2 separate regions of the Mus musculus genome follow, and region 2 is linked to region 1. Evidence: chromatin contacts called from public Hi-C data. All regions are on one chromosome and are shown on one strand. The core of a region is the stretch at or near the end of the contact, and the rest is flanking DNA. Distances in the headings are between cores, read along the strand shown. Region 1 holds the start of 6030468B19Rik (RIKEN cDNA 6030468B19 gene). Region 2 overlaps Dnah17 (dynein, axonemal, heavy chain 17).

The links. A called contact is a pair of places that touch in the nucleus more often than the background predicts.
Region 2: a Hi-C map of pro-B cells shows a contact between it and region 1, with 3 times the contacts expected there. The contact joins the enhancer-like site here to the promoter of 6030468B19Rik in region 1. A contact is called at or near these places in 6 of 484 Hi-C or Micro-C datasets (B cells, the HL-1 cell line, embryonic stem cells and 2 more), 4 of 115 datasets of contacts at active chromatin or transcription factors (bone marrow-derived macrophages and embryonic stem cells) and 2 of 9 other capture datasets (embryonic stem cells and liver).

The regions. Positions count from the first base shown.
Region 1 is chr11:117,794,879-117,802,498 of GRCm38.p6, reverse strand. 6030468B19Rik (RIKEN cDNA 6030468B19 gene) reads right to left here and starts at 4,839. Exons shown (of 6, transcript NM_029964.1): 1 at 4,696-4,839; 2 at 4,044-4,076. The coding sequence starts at 4,732.
Region 2 is chr11:118,100,300-118,107,919 of GRCm38.p6, reverse strand. It overlaps Dnah17 (dynein, axonemal, heavy chain 17), which reads left to right. Exons shown (of 81, transcript NM_001167746.1): 19 at 3,250-3,504; 20 at 4,428-4,597; 21 at 5,278-5,500; 22 at 6,535-6,651; 23 at 6,795-6,881. Among named protein-coding and RNA genes, the nearest start is that of Dnah17, 25 kb to the left of the region's middle. Within about 2 kb of position 3,704, at least 40 of the 459 cell types and tissues checked have an H3K27ac peak or open chromatin away from gene starts, as enhancers often do. A contact at or near this core is called in bone marrow-derived macrophages and pro-B cells, where this site is marked.

The DNA of each region.
Region 1 (7,620 bases), core at 3,590-6,089:
GCTGGATAGAAGGCTCAGTGGCCAAGAGCACTTCCAGGGGACTTGGGGTTTGGTTCCCAACTCAGGTCAGCTCACAACCAACTAACTTCAGGTCTCAGGGGTCCACACGCTCTCCTGGCCCTCTGAGGACAGCTGCAGGGTGGTTCACATAAACTCATGCAGATACATATACACATAAGCAAACCAGCTGTTGAAAGAAATAAGCTTAAGGGTTGTGGATGGACTATTTGGGGCTGAACGAAATATTTGGGGCTGAACTCTGCCTCACTGAAGAAATGAGTTCTAGGCTAAATCACGGTTGTGTTTGTTTGTTTGTTTTCCCTATTATGGTTCTGTTTGTTTGTATATCAGTGATAGGATATAAGGCTATCAATCCAAAGACTCTAGGATCTGTCCCCAGCACCATAAAAGGGGGCAGGAGGAGCTAAAAGAATTATCCATTACCCCTAGCCTAAAAGATTCGCAATTGTAGTTCTAGACACATCCGGACAGAATCAAAGTCAGCCTCAGACAGATCCTTACAGGCCTGTCAGGGCAACTCTGGCATGGCTACCAAGAGGTGGAGACATCTTCAGAACCTAACACTGGAACAAGATCTGTGCAAGGACTGTGACTTCCAGTGAGGTCAAAAGAAAGAAATGTGCCCAGCAGCTGCCACAGCACCAGGGTAACATGACTCCAGGTCTGAGAAGCCGAGACGCGAGGGAAACTGGGATATAAGTATACTTTTTGTTTTGTTTTGTTTGGAGGAGCTGGAGAGATGGCTCAGTGGTTAAGGACGCTTGCCACTCTTGCAGAGGACCAGCGTTGGGCTGCCAGGCCCCACAGCAGGCAGTTCCTAACTGCCTCTAAGTCCAATTCCAGGGGATCTGGCTCCTCTTCTGGCCTTCTCAGGCATGCCTGTACAAGTGGCAGTCACTCACAAAGTACATACATGTCACATACATACATATAAGTAAAATTAACAACAATAAACCTTTAAAAGCACAGTAGAAGCAGGCAGGGCTGGGAAGAAGGCCCTGCAGTTAAGAGGGTGTCACACAGTGGCTCACAGCTGCCTATGGAATCCAAGCTCTCTCCTGGCTTCTGTGGGTACCGCCTGCATGTGGTTCACAGACAGACAGACAGACAGACAGACAGACAGACACACACACACACACACACACACACACATGCACACACACAGCATGTGACACACACCTTTAATCTCAGCCTTTGGGAGACAGAGCCAGGCAGATCTCTATAAGTTTAATGCTAACCTGGTCTTATATTCCAGGACAGCCAAGACTACACAATGAAACCCTGTGTCAAAGAAGAAGAAGAGGAGCCAGGCATAGTGGCGCACACCTTTAATCCCAGCACTTGGGAGGCAGAGGCAGGCGGATTTCTGAGTTCAAGGCCAGCCTGGTCTATAGAGTGAGTTCCAGGACAGAGAAACCAAAAAAGAAGAAGAAGGGGGGGTGGAGAGGAGGAGGAGGAAGAGGAGGAGGTAATCTACCTCCCAGACTATATACATTGCTCTTGCTCTACTGGACCCCCTGTTTAGAAGGACCCCCGCCCCCCAGAGAAGGCATGCTAGACTCTTACAGACAGACATCTCCTGGGAATCCCCAGGCCATCTGACCACAATGCACACTTTTTCTCAGATCCTAATTCCTACCACTGTTTCAGGGGAATTCTGTGTCTGCTGGTACTCCAGCTGAGTACTGAGGCTAGGGACCCACTCCACACCCCACAGCAGCACATGACTGGCCTGTGTCCAGCTGCCTGTTCCCAACACCAACAGAACATACTTCCGGGGCTTTTTGAAAACTTTGCTAAGTACCCCTCTTTGGGAGGGTTTTTTTGTTTTTTTGTTTGTTTGTTTGTTTTTGTTTTTTAAATCAAAATAGATTTCCAATTTGAGTTAGTGGATCCAATGCTAAAGTTAGATCCTTTCTGAACTCTGTCAGGCAGACTTCTGGCAAGACTTTTACCACCTTAATCTTTAGGGACAACAGGTCTCTTTGGGGTCCAAACGAAATATTTGGGGCTGAACTCTGCCTCGCTGAAGAAATGAGTTCTAGGCTAAATTTCGGTTATGTTTGTTTGTTTGTTTGTTTGTTTTCCCCATTATGGTTCTGTTTGTTTGTTTGTTTGTTTGTTTGTCTCTTTCTTTCAGGAGAGACACTGAGTTGACTGTAAAAATGAAAAGAAACCCAGTCCCTCTCGTTTCCATGTCGGAGGCCGGGAATAGAAGCTTGGTTTGCATATGTGCTGACTGTAGCAACAGAAAGTACAGCTTGCTCCCAGAGGGGAGAACAAGGCCGGGCTCTCTCCTCACGTCTCCTCACGGAGCTGGTGTGGGGAGAGCTGCTGAGGTTTTTGTTGTTTGTTTTGTTTTAAAGAAGTATGTATTTATTTTATGTATGTGCACTGTCTTTCTCCTTAGAAACCCCAGAAGAGGGGTCAGATCTCATTACAGATGGTTGTGAGCCATCATGTAGTTGCTGGGACTTGAACTCGGGACCTCTAGAAGAGAAGCCAGTGTTCTTAACCGCTGAGCCATCTCTTCAGCCCTGGTTTTTGTTTTTTGAGACAGGGTTTCTCTGTGTAGCCCAGGCTGTCCTGGAACACACTATGTGGACCAGGCTGACCTCGAACTCACAGAGATCCTCCTGTCTCTGTCTCCCCAGTGCAGAGACTGTAGATTTGAACCACCACACCCATGGGTACTCTTTTTTTGTGTTTGTTTTTCGGGACAGGGTTTGTTTGTATATCCCTAGCTGTCCTGGAACTCACTCTGTAGACCAGGCTGGCCTCCAACTGAACTCAGAAATCTGCCTGCTTCTGCCTCCTGAGTGCTGGGATTAAAGGCGTGCGCCACCACGCCTGGCTCTTGGGTTTTCTTTCTAAACTTGGCCAAACGCCATCCTCCAGGGTTTGTGAGGGAACAAGGGATCAGCCAGCTTTTCAGAGATCTGGCACAGGATACATTAGCAGAGCTGCAGCCATGGGCTGAGAGGACAGGAAGGCAGGACCGCCTCTGCCTGGGTACTTTCCTGAGACTCAGCCACCAGCTCTTTTTTTAACTGTGACACTAATAAACTTTTTCTTTTTTACAGAAAATGAGGAAATGGTAGTTTGGTCTGTGCCTCATCCGAGTGAGATCTGCGTCAACACCACCCTTCAGCAGAACAGAAGGGGATGCCCAGGGATGCAAGGTGGAGACAGGGAGGAAACGCCTGCCTCCACCTTGAAGGGTGCAGGAGGTGGAGAAGTGGCGAGGACCATGAAAGGGGTCCATCTAGGGGAAGGAGGTGAGAGGCAAAGAGGAAAATGGAGCAGGGCATGAATGGAGCGGTCCAGGGCTGCGACCTGTCCCTGAAACCTCTCCTTCCTGGCTCTGTACCGGGACTACTGGGGAGAAAAAGAGAGAGGGGAAGGGGGAGGGAAGGAGAAAGGAGAAGAAAGGAGGGACAGGAAGCCGAAAAGAGAGAGGGAACACAGGAGGGATCTATCTGTTTATCTGTGCATATATATGTGTATGTGTGCATGATATAGTTATACATACATAGGTATATATGTATAGATAGATAAATAGATCAGACAGACAGACAGACAGACAGACAGACAGAGGACACTCACTCTCAACTGCTGTCAGAGCAAAGTGGCTTAATCTCTAGATTCCCTGAGGTCTCCAGCTCCCTCAGCAAGCCCCTCCTGTCCCAGAAGTGCACACTAGAGTTCCCCAGCCTTCTCTGCATCCCACCTATTAGGCAGAGCTGTGGGACTTGATGGAACAGGTGAATTTTGCCCCCTGGGAGGACCTGGGCCCTGTGAACAATGCAGCTGCTCCCTGTGGATCCCTCCTCTTTACACACCTCAAACTCCTCCTCTCCCACCCTGCCCTGTGGGGTGGAGGTCACAGTTATCCATCTGGATCCTCTCACACCAAGTCCTCACCATCAGTCTTTTTAGCCAAGGCACTTGCCACAAGCACCCAGCTGTGACCCAGGTGTCCCCAGCTAGATCCTTCTCCCCCCAGTGTGGGGGCTACTCACCTTCTGTCTGCTCCTCTGAGAAGCCACAGGCAGCTGTAAAAGAGGAGAGGGGAGGGGTAAGAGGAAGCCCTGCAGAGGAGGGAGACTGTCCAGACAGCTTCCTGCCCAGGCTGATATCTGACAGTGAGGCCCCTGGGACCAGTTAGCATCTCTGATCTGGAGTTTTTATCTTATCTTACTTAACACAGGGTCTCCCCTATACTCCAGGCTGGCTTTGAACTCAATACGTACCTGAGGGTGACCTTGGAATCCTGATCTTCCTGTCTCTACTTCCTGAGTGCTGGACATGCACACGTGCGCATGGGCACCCTCCCAAACACACTATACCACACACACATCACACCATACACACATACATACACATACAGAACACACTACACCATACTCACATACACACCACACATACTACATACACCAGTGGAATCCAAATGACAGATGATACCCTAAACAAGGTCACATCTGCATAGCATAGCACATCTGTCTGCTGTCAATCTCCTGCTCAGACCCTCTCACCGTGTCTCTCTCTCTCTCTCTCTCTGGCTTCCAGGGTGCTTCCGCCTTTGGGTCTCTTTCTCTCTTGGACTCTCTTCACACTCCATTCCCTGAGCCTACTCTCTCAAGGCCCTTCCCGTGATGTCTGCAGGAGACTCACCCAGCATGGCAAAGAGGAGCAGCTGAAGGAGCGCCATGCGTCTGTGAGGTTGGGGCTGTGTATGGCTCAGGCTGTCCAAAGCTTCCTGTCTGGCCTCTCCACCCCAAGGCCCCTGGATGCTCCTCGGGTGGCTGCCTGCAGCTAGGAGATAACTTGAAGGTTGTGGCTCTCCAGGGGCCCCAATACCTTACAGGGCTGGTTCCAGGGATATCTGTGTTCTCCCCCTGTTACCTGCAGGGGAGGAGGGGATAAGCGCGTGTGTCTACTGAGTTTGGGATGTGTGATTATCCTGGGGCACTGGCGTGGGGCTAATGTTAACACAAGGGCTCTCCTTATCCAGGAAACCTGGAGAATCAGTAGATTCCTGTTAAGAGGCAGGGAGGGGAGGTTCACATCATATTGAGATCCATCTGAACACCACATACCAGGTGAATTTTGCCCCCTGGGAGGACCTGGGCCCTGTGAACAATGCAGCTGCTCCCTGTGGATCCCTCCTCCTCGCACATCTCAAACTCCTCCTCTCCCACCCTGCCCTGTAGGGGTGGAGGTCACAGTTATCCATCTGGATCCTCTCACACCGAGTCCTCACCATCAGTAACGTCTTTTTAGCCAAGGCACTTGCCACAAGCATGCAGCTGTGACCCAGGTGTCCCCAGCTAGATCCTGTCTAGCTATCGATATTCTGCTCAGACCCTCCCACAGTCTCTCTCTCTCTGGCTTTCAGGGTGCTTCCGCCTTCTGCTATAGCTGGTGCATTCTGTCTCCAAGTTAGACCTCAGGTGGGATGAGACTCTGTCACCTGAGAGTGTGTAGCCCAGTGCCTTACTCTTTTTTTTTTTTTGACAGATACACAGTAGTTTATTTTTAATATGCTTTTTAGCTCAATGGTTGGATACTTTTAAGCCTCCTGAGGCTAACATGTCCTTATCTTCACTCAGATCAACACCTCTAATTCTGCCCTCAACTCAGTTGCCCAGTTACCTTCCCCTTGCTCAGCACCCTAAATCTGCCCTCAGTTTAGTTACATTTCTAATTTCCCCAAACCCAGTCAGGGAAGAGGCCAATGGCCACTCCACCCAAGATCTCACATGGCTGGTGGCTCTCTCTCCCTCCCAAGCTTGGTGAATCCCCTTTCCCTCCACCTGTGTCTGCTAACCTGCCTGCAGGAATCTGAAAGTCCCTCCTCTCCCACTCAGCCATTGCAGTGCCTTACTCTTGTCTTTAAAGGAGTTCAGAGAAAGGCAAGGTTGTCCCTTAAGGACCTAGATCCAGCCTTACCTGGACAAAGGGAAGTGGACCATGCGACCAATACTGGGGTGGTCTGAGCAGAGCCGTTCTTTCCGAGCCTAAGGCTACACCAGGGCCAGACCCACAGGGACCGAGGGGCAGAGAACCGAAGAAGCAGGTAAGCTGGCACTGGATCATACTACCCCATGGGAGGCCACCCATAGCTACCCACCCACATGGGTGACCCCCCCCCCCCCAGTCTAGGCCTGCAGACTAGCCTGTGGCTTTCTGGGCAGGCTCAGTGACTGCACAGGAGACGCCTGCTTTGACAGTGTCTTCACAGCAGAGGACTCCTGCTGCCAGGTCACAGCCTGTGTCATGTGTAGATGCTCCACAGAGCCTGACTGGCCACTGCACTCCAGCCCCTGTCCAGCCCTGTTCTCTAGGAAGGCCACTCTAGCCTGGGCCCCTCTTGCCACTCTTGGAGGATCTACAGTGGCCGAGTTCTATCAGGAAGCTGTCTGAACTGTAGCTCCATAGTCAGAGGGCAGAGTGAAAAGCCACGGGAAGATCCAGCAAAGGAGGCAGGTGGTCACCTGGACACCCGCTGTGTGTGCCTTACAGTAAGGCCCTTGAGCCAGCTCTGACACTCAGCAGTGTGCACCAGGCCCACGCACGCTTTGTTAAGTTTCTCCAGTGGGAAATCAGTGAAGGGGAGAATGTTTTGACTTAGTTCCCCACAAAATTACCATTCTTTAAGAATTAGGGTTTTTTAAAAGATTTATTTATTTATTTAGTATTCATGTATGTGAGTACACTGTAGCTGTACAGATGGTTGTGAGCCTTCATGTGGTTGCTAAGAATTGAATTTTAGGACCTCTGCTTGATTCGGTCAACTTCACTCACTCAGTCCCTGCTTGCTCCAGTCCAAAGATTTATTTATTATTATACATAAGTACACTGTAGCTGTCTTCAGACACACCAGAAGAGGGCATCAGGTCTCATTACGGGTGGTTGTGAGCCACCATGTGGTTGATGGGATTTGAACTCAGGACCTTCAGAAGAGCAGTCAGTGCTTTTAACCGCTGAGTCATCTCTCCAGCCCCAAGAATTAGTTTTTTTTTTTTTTAATGAGGATTTTAAAAAAAGTATGTATGTATTTATTTAATGTATATGAGTACAGTGTTGCTGTTTTCAAACACACCAGAAGAGGGCATCCCATTACAGATGTTTGTGAGCTACCATGTGGTTGCTGGGAATTGAACTCAGGACCTCTGGAAGAACACTCAGTATTTTTAACCGCTGATCTCTCCAGCACCAAGAACTAATTTTTTTATTTGTGACCCCCCCTTCTACTGAGCACCAGAGCCTACCTGTGCCCCTCCAGGTCTCATTGCCCCAGGAACCCTGTCTTGGTGGCCTGGGGAATGGGAACCCCACTCTCCAGGGTTACCTCCTATGGTACATTGCCACATGTCTCCAAGTGTAAACCTGTACCTGCCATGGAAACCCTGGCATTTAGAAGCATTTAACTGGTGTTTGGTTACAGATGGGAGGGGGAAGTCATGTGGTGGTCAGGCCTCTGAAGCCAGCGAAGTCTCAGGAGGGCTTGAAGTGGCCAAGTCTTCAGCGGTCACCCAAGAAGACTCCAGAGTCTGTGACAGAAATCAAGGCAGTCTCTGTAGATGTCTCAGCTGG
Region 2 (7,620 bases), core at 2,455-4,954, 310 kb before region 1:
CACACGAATCTGGCCTTCCAAATGTCCTCTCTTCTGGAGTCTTGGCAAGTGTTCCAGGTGAGTTCTTTTTCTCACTGCTGGGACAGAGCACCCAAGAAAAGCAACTGTAAAGAGGAGGGGTTCATTGTAGCTCACAGTCTGAGCTCACAGTTTGGTTGACCATGGTGGGAATGACTTGGTAATAAGAGTGTGAGGTGGCTAGTCACGGTGTATCTGCTGTCAGGAAGCAGAGAGCAGTGAATGCTGGGACTCAGTGGGCTTTCTCCCTGATGCTCAGTCTGGGAATGGTACTGAGTCTGACATGGTACCTAGTGCTCAGGGTCAGACATCTGGGCCATGGGCTACTTCCCAAAGGCTCCAGCTCCACACACAGCCATAGCAGCTGAGAATCTGAGAGCTGCACCCATTGGGATACTGGTAGATCAGTCCAGAGGAACTAGGAACCAAAAAAAAAAAAAAAAAAAAAGGAGGGGCCAGATAATGTGACATTATCAGAGCAGAGGATACAGTGTGACCCAGGGCACCTGTCTAAAACCATATGAACCTAGGGAACTGGGTGACCTTGCAGGAAAACTCCAGGAAAGAAGCGCTAGGCAGTGGTCCACCCTATGCAGGCCAGACAGAAAGTCCCTCTGCTCAGTCCACTCTGACTCTGCCATGGAAGTCAAATAGAGAACTCTGACCTCAGTAGCCTCCTGGAACTGATCACATGTCAAGACCAGAAGTGCTGGTGTTAGCTTGAAATACCAGCCAAGCAAAAGGCTTTATACCAGCTTGCTGGAACCACATCCCCGGTGCGTCCATTCCTCACGGCTCACTTTAGAAGGGTCTGGACCAACAAACTACAGGCTCACACAGGCCTGTCTGCCCTCTGTGGCTGTGGGAGGCCCTCCTGATGCCACTACACTGTCCTTCACTGACTGGCTGGGCCTTCCTCCCTGTCCTCTCAGCACCCTCAGAGCCAACCCGTGGGATACGCAGCCTGCAGCTCACATGGCCACCTTGGGGCTGGTGCCTGCTTTAGGTATAATATTATGGTTCCTCTTCTCTGCCAATCAAAGAAAAGGCAGGAAAAAAAGTGTTGCCTAAAATCTTGGGGAGCCCCAATGTCCCTTCTTAGGGCTCTTAGGGCTCATAACAAAGGAATTTAAGAACAACACAAACAGAAGCTCAGGGGCAACAGAAAGACTCAGGCAGACTCTGAGACAAGATACTGTGTGGGGGTCAGAAGGGAAAACCTCAGGGCAGGCAACCCAGGACTTGTGCAGCTGTCTGGAGACCAGAGAAGGAAAAGAAAACAGCCATGAACCTTGAAATGACGTGGCTGGGGGTAGGGGTAACACCAGACTACAGCTGGCGTGGAGTGTCTTTAGAAAAAGGGGAAAGACCCCCAAAGTTTTAGCATGGGGTTTAGGCCTACTTTAGCTCAAATCTCCCTTTGAAAGGAAAAGAAGAAAAAGAGACAATTAAACCTCTCGAAGCAGGAACCCAAAAGGTGGGCAGACCTAGTCCAGCCTTATGGTGGGTCAGCTCATGGAGCCTGCACAAGAAAGGCAGGAATTCTAGAGGCGGGGATGGTATATGATCTACCTTCCTAGACAGGGGTGGTCCCCAGCCAGGTCCCTAACCTGCCTCCCCCCCCCCCATTGGATTATCTATTAAAAAGGGCAGGTCTCCTCCAAAAGATGGATTCCATTCTTTACAAGATGGAGCAAACCTGGGCAGAGCCACTCCCATCTGTTCTGTACCCACGAGTCTGTGGTGTGCAGAGATGCCTGAGCCTTGGCATAGAGGAGCAGGTGGCATGTCAACCTTGGAACCAAGATACACTGCACATGAGCATACAGGGGCTCTGAGAAGGACACAGGGGCAAGTGAAATCTCAGCCTTGCCAGGAGCCTTCCTGTAGTGTGGGTTTGGGTTCTGTGGTGGGACAGAGAGACACACCACACCCAAACCCACACATAAATGAAAAATAATTTTTAAAAAATGTAATAAAGCAGGCTGGTGAGATGGCTCAGCGGGTAAGAGCACTGACTGCTCTTCTGAAGGTCCTGAGTTCAAATCCCAGCAACCACATGGTGGCTCACAACCATCTGTAATGAGATCTGACGCCCTCTTCTGGTGTGTCTGAAGACAGTGACAGTGTACTTATGTATAATAATAAATAATTAAATTATTGGGCCAGAGTAAGCAGGGGCTGAGCGAGCAGGGCCAACTGGGGCGAGCGGGGTTGACCAGAGTGAACGGGGGGTCCTAAAAATTCAATTCCCAACCACCACATGAAGGCTCAGAACCATCTGTACAGCTACAGTGTGCTCACATACATAAAATAAATAAATCTTTAAAAAACTAAAGAAAGAATAGTTAACAACAAAAACAAAAATTTAATAAAGCAAAACAAAATAAAAACTCTTGCTAGCATGAAGGAGTCTGCCCCTCTTAGAGTGCCACCAAGCTCAACAGGACAGCCAAGGGCTCAGCCAAAGTCACCCTCTCCCTGACGGACTGACCCATCCGAATCCGTGCTCCTTAGCCACCTCCGTCAAATCAATGCCTGGACTCCGTGGCTGCTCCCCTCTCCCTCGTTTTTATTAGAAGATTAAATGTGTACAATGAGAGCTAATGAAGGGGGAAAGGCATCAGGATCAAAATAAAGGCATAAGTCACCAGCAACGGGGAAACATGTAAAAATGCCCTGTAACAGAATGTTGCCTCCTGTGGCATTGCCAGCCAGGAGCAGGAGGGCGTCTGGAAGTGAGTTTGAACGGCAGATCTGAACAGAATATACTGAGGAATTTTAAAGGCCTCGGAAGTGACCAGGTGTACATTCAATCGATTTGTACATACCATAGATAGCATGCATGCAGAGATTTAACTAGAGGGTAGTTTTCTGGGTTTGTTATTTTAAAAATGTCCATACATACCCCCTCCCCCAACAGTCCATGTGAGTCGCTCGCTCTGTGTCCCCTTTGTCCATACCAGCACATTGCACACAACCAAGGTCTGTGCAAATACAGAATGGATGAACTGACACCCACGTCACCCTGGGATCAGACAGCTCAGAGCCACCCTTAGCAAATCTTCTTTCAGGGGTGGGGTAGGGGCGCTGCACACTGACAGACACCCCCTGCTTCCATTCAGGACTCTCAGCAGCACCCACAGAAGGATGCTCTTCCAGGTCTGGGGGAAAATCTGTCTCTCATGAAGGCAAATGACCCAATCTTTGTCCCCACTCCCACCCCGGCAGTCTGACCTAGAGGATATCACAGACCTCATAGAGATGCGGGAGGAAGTGTCCAGCCTGGTCATTGGAGCCATGAAGGTGGCTGAGGAGTACCAGGACTCCTTTGAGAGGTACTCCTACCTTTGGGTGGATGACCTTCAAGAATTTATGAAGAACTTCCTCATCTTCGGGCACGCGCCCACCCCTGAGGAGCTGGACACCAAGACGGACGACACCATCCCCAAGACACCACCTACCCTGGCTCAGTTCCAGCAGCAGGTGTGTATGGTCCTGTTGTCCTCCTGTGTCACCTCCCACATCCTCGGGTAGACGACCCCCTCCCCACCCCCCACAGGCCTGATTTGAAAGTTGGGTGGCCTGATTGCTATGTAGGTTTTAAATTTGCTCCTGGTGAGGCCAGGAGAGAGAGCATGCCTTACCGCACTATGCCACACGGGGGAGCACCACTGTCACAGGAGGAATAGCATGCCTTACTACACCACGCCACATGGGGGGGAGCACCACTGTACCAGAGAGGCAGCCAGGGAGAGAGAAGAGGCCTCAGCAGGATCTACCAGGCTTGTAGTGTGAATGACTTCAGTTAGGTCAGGTGAGGGCACTATGCTGAGCTGGCTGGTGTCCCATCCTGTGGCAAGTAGGACAGAGGACTGATCCCTGAGAATAAGAGTCCCTAAGAGCCAGATAAGAGGTGGCTGGGAGCACTACACTCAGGCCAGCTCCAGGTGAGGTCTGCAGTCTAAGAATCGGCCTTCAGGGTCAGCAAGAGCTCAGGTGTCAGAATTGGGAATCTAGAAAGTGAAGCAATCCAGTCCTGAGGTTGGTCTTGGGCACAATGAGAAAGCCCTCTCCTCCCCCACACCAGTGAGAAGAAAGATGGGATGGCTCAAAGTCTGCAGGTGCTCCCATGAGTTAAGGGGTGCCCTTTGGGAGTCCCCTCCTGCTCCAGAAGCCTTACTGTAGTCACCCAATCCCATCCTCTTCTGTCTATCTGTCCCCTCCTAGAGGTGGGGCAGAAGGAGCTCTGAGGTGTTGGGACAGGGCAAACAGGTAGCAGTGGTCTCAGCCTCTCTTAAGCTGCACCCTGGGCCACCTGGCTGCCCTTCACAGCCAGACAGGAAGCGGCGATGGCTAGTGGGGGACACACAGCCATGGCTGATGGAATCCACGGCTGTGTTGGGCAGATTGACTCGTATGAGAAGCTGTATGAGGAGGTGTCCAGCTGTGAGAACACCAAGGTCTTCCATGGCTGGCTGCAGTGTGACTGCCGCCCCTTCAAGCAGACCTTGCTCAACACCATCAAGCGCTGGAGTTTTCTGTTCAAGCGATACCTGAACAACCACGTCATCAACAGGTGAGGCCATGGCCCGCTGCTGCAAATCTGAGACTTCCCCGGACCCCCCCCCCCCCGACAGCCTGGGAGAGGCACCACGGACTTAGTAAGTGGCTCAGTGGCCTGATCTGAAAGTTGGGTGGCCTGATTGTGATATAGGCTTTACATTTATTTGCTCCTGGTGAGGCCAGGAGGAACAGCATGCCTTACCACACCATGCCACACGGGGGAGCACCACTGTCACAGGAGGAACAGCATGCCTTACCACACCATGCCACATGGGGGAGCACCACTGTCACAGGAGGTGGTGCATGTGGTTCCTTGCTGTGACCAGTGCAGGGCAGGTAGAAGAGTGAAGTACCTGTCAGGCTCTGTGTTGAAGCCTTGAGCCTGGCAGGAAGGCTGGGACAGCCCAGTCATTGCACAGGAAGGTCACCGACAGCAGCATAAGCATTCTCTCTAACTGAGCCCATCTGGGCGGCTGGCTGCTCTCAGCTGTGGCTTTAAGATAGCGCTCAAGGATCAGCCTGGGCTACGCTAATACTTTTGTGACATCTAGGCCGAGGGGGACCACATGGGGGGGCAGTGGCTGCCCCTCTCCAGGTGGTGCCTTGCATGGCAGTCGAGTGTCCCTGCTAAGGGGACATTGAGGTGGTGGCCGAGGAGGATGAGCCCCTCACCTGAGTCCCCCTGTCCTGCAGCCTCGCTGATCTGGAAAGCTTCATGAACATCACCCGAACAGCCCTGAAGAAGCCACTTAAGGAGGGAGACTACGACGGGCTGGTAGAGGTCATGGGGCACCTGATGAAAGTCAAGGAGAGGCAGGTGGCCACCGATAGCATGTTTGAGCCCCTGAAGCAAACCATCGAACTGCTCAAGAGCTATGGGGAGGAGATGCCGGAGGAGATCTACTTGAAGCTGCAGGTGGGTTCCAACAGTGCTGTGCTGGAGTACTGTGGCAGGTCGCTGCAGGCTAGACACTTACGAGACTCCAGATCCCCAGGGGTATGGAGGCCAGAGACAGAATCTTCCCGGAGAAGAGGGCCCAAGTGGTCACCGCTGAGGCTGGTGAGAGCCTCCTAGTAGTTTTGTGGGGTTAAAGCCATCTCCACGGCCTCTCATCTCCCTGAATGTGGAGGTCACTCACTCCCGATGGGTGTGAACGCTGATGGAGACGGGAGCAGAGAGAGGCTGCCTGTGCCCTGCCATCCACTGCCCACATGACAGCCATTGTCACACTGACTGGGCTATGGCTGAGCAGGGTGGGGGATGTCCCTCTGGAGGGCCTCCAAGGAGCCACCCCCTCCCCAGCTGTGCCTGGCTCCTCGGTTTCCCATCTCTTCCCAAGCCTATCAGCTTCCCTCCCTCCCTCCCTCCTCACTTCCCCCTTACCCTCTGTCACCTACACAGACACAGCCATGCACACACACACACGCACACACACATACTCATATGCACACGCGCGTCCATATTCCCGGATGCACATACATGCACACGTGTGCACATCTGCACCATCACATGAATCTGTGCACAATGCACACACGTGCATGGGTTCAAGCTGATGAACACTATGAAAGGTAGAGAAAGTTCTGATTGGCACAGCACTGGGCTTCCCGCTCTGCCGTTCTGGGGCCGGCTGGGGACATCGTGAGCACTTTGTGCTACTTTAAAAGTCTCTCCCGAGCCTTCAGTTTTGACATGGCAGAGAGCTTTAAAAGGGGAGAGACAGAGGCTCAGGGAGACACCTTGCTACCCAGCACCCACGTGGCAGCTCACAGCTGTCTGTAATTCCGTTTCTAGGGGCTCCGGCATCCTCCTCTGACCCCTCTGGGCACTGCATGCATGCAAACACTCAGACATATTAAATACTTTAAAAAAAAAACAAACCCAAGTAACTCCAATGGGAAAACGGAGGCAGATGACAACCCCCACCCATGCTCTGCCTTCGCCTCCCACAGGAGCTGCCAGAGCAGTGGACCAACACCAAGAAACTGGCCATTCAGGTGAAGCAGAATGTGGCGCCCCTCCAGGCCAACGAGGTTAACATCCTGAGACGAAAGTGCCAACAGTTTGAGGTAGCCTGGGCCCGAGCAGGGTAGTGGAGGCCAGGGCTGGGAGCATGCGGGAGGGTGTGGCATGCTGGGATGCTCAGAGCCAGCCATGACGTGACATCCCTCCCCGACCCCCCACCCCCACCCCCACCCCACTCTCTCACCAGCTCAAGCAGCACGAATTCAGAGAGAAGTTCCGACGTGATGCCCCCTTCTCCTTCAGTGACCCCGAGCCCTACAAGTCCCTGAATAAGGTACTTATGCACCGTGGCGAGGTCCCTGTGGCAGCTCCGGGAACCCCTTTGGAGTGCTGGTCTTTTCTTAAGCCTTTACTCTCGCAAACGGAAAAACCGAATAAATGGGACTGCCCGCAAGGCCAAGCCTGTGCGTGCACGGGACTCGCTCGTGTGCGGGTGCGTGCGGACATCCATGTGGACATGCAGACTCAGGCATCCTCCTCCCTGGCACACAGCCTCCACTGTGCCACACTGTGCTTAGGGAGCTATTCCAGAACAACCACCACCCATGCCCACATGAGCATCCTGCAAGCCTCATGGGCTGCTGTTTCCCTTCAGGCTGGTTTCCTCAGCCTATGAAAAGTTTCCTGTCACCTGGATTTAACTCTCATCCCTCCCTCTCTCCCATCCAACCAGCCACCAGGTTTTGGACGTACACACACACACACACACACATACACACACACATACACACACACACACACACACACACTTTGTTCTCTCTGCCCAAGGGTTAGAGTCAGCGTAGGATGCTCAGGTCCACCCACGGCCATGGCCCCACCATCTTGCCAAGCCAGCGTAGGTCCTCCCAGGGCAGGCGTAGAGGTTCTCAGAGCTCGGGTCAGCTCTGAACTCAACAGACCTCTTGCACTGACCCTGAGGCCAGCCCCCCGGGGACCTCAGGTCACACAGACGTGAACCCCACAAGCTCCTCCTGCAAGTCACCTCACCTCTCTCTACTCTGAACTCCCATTCT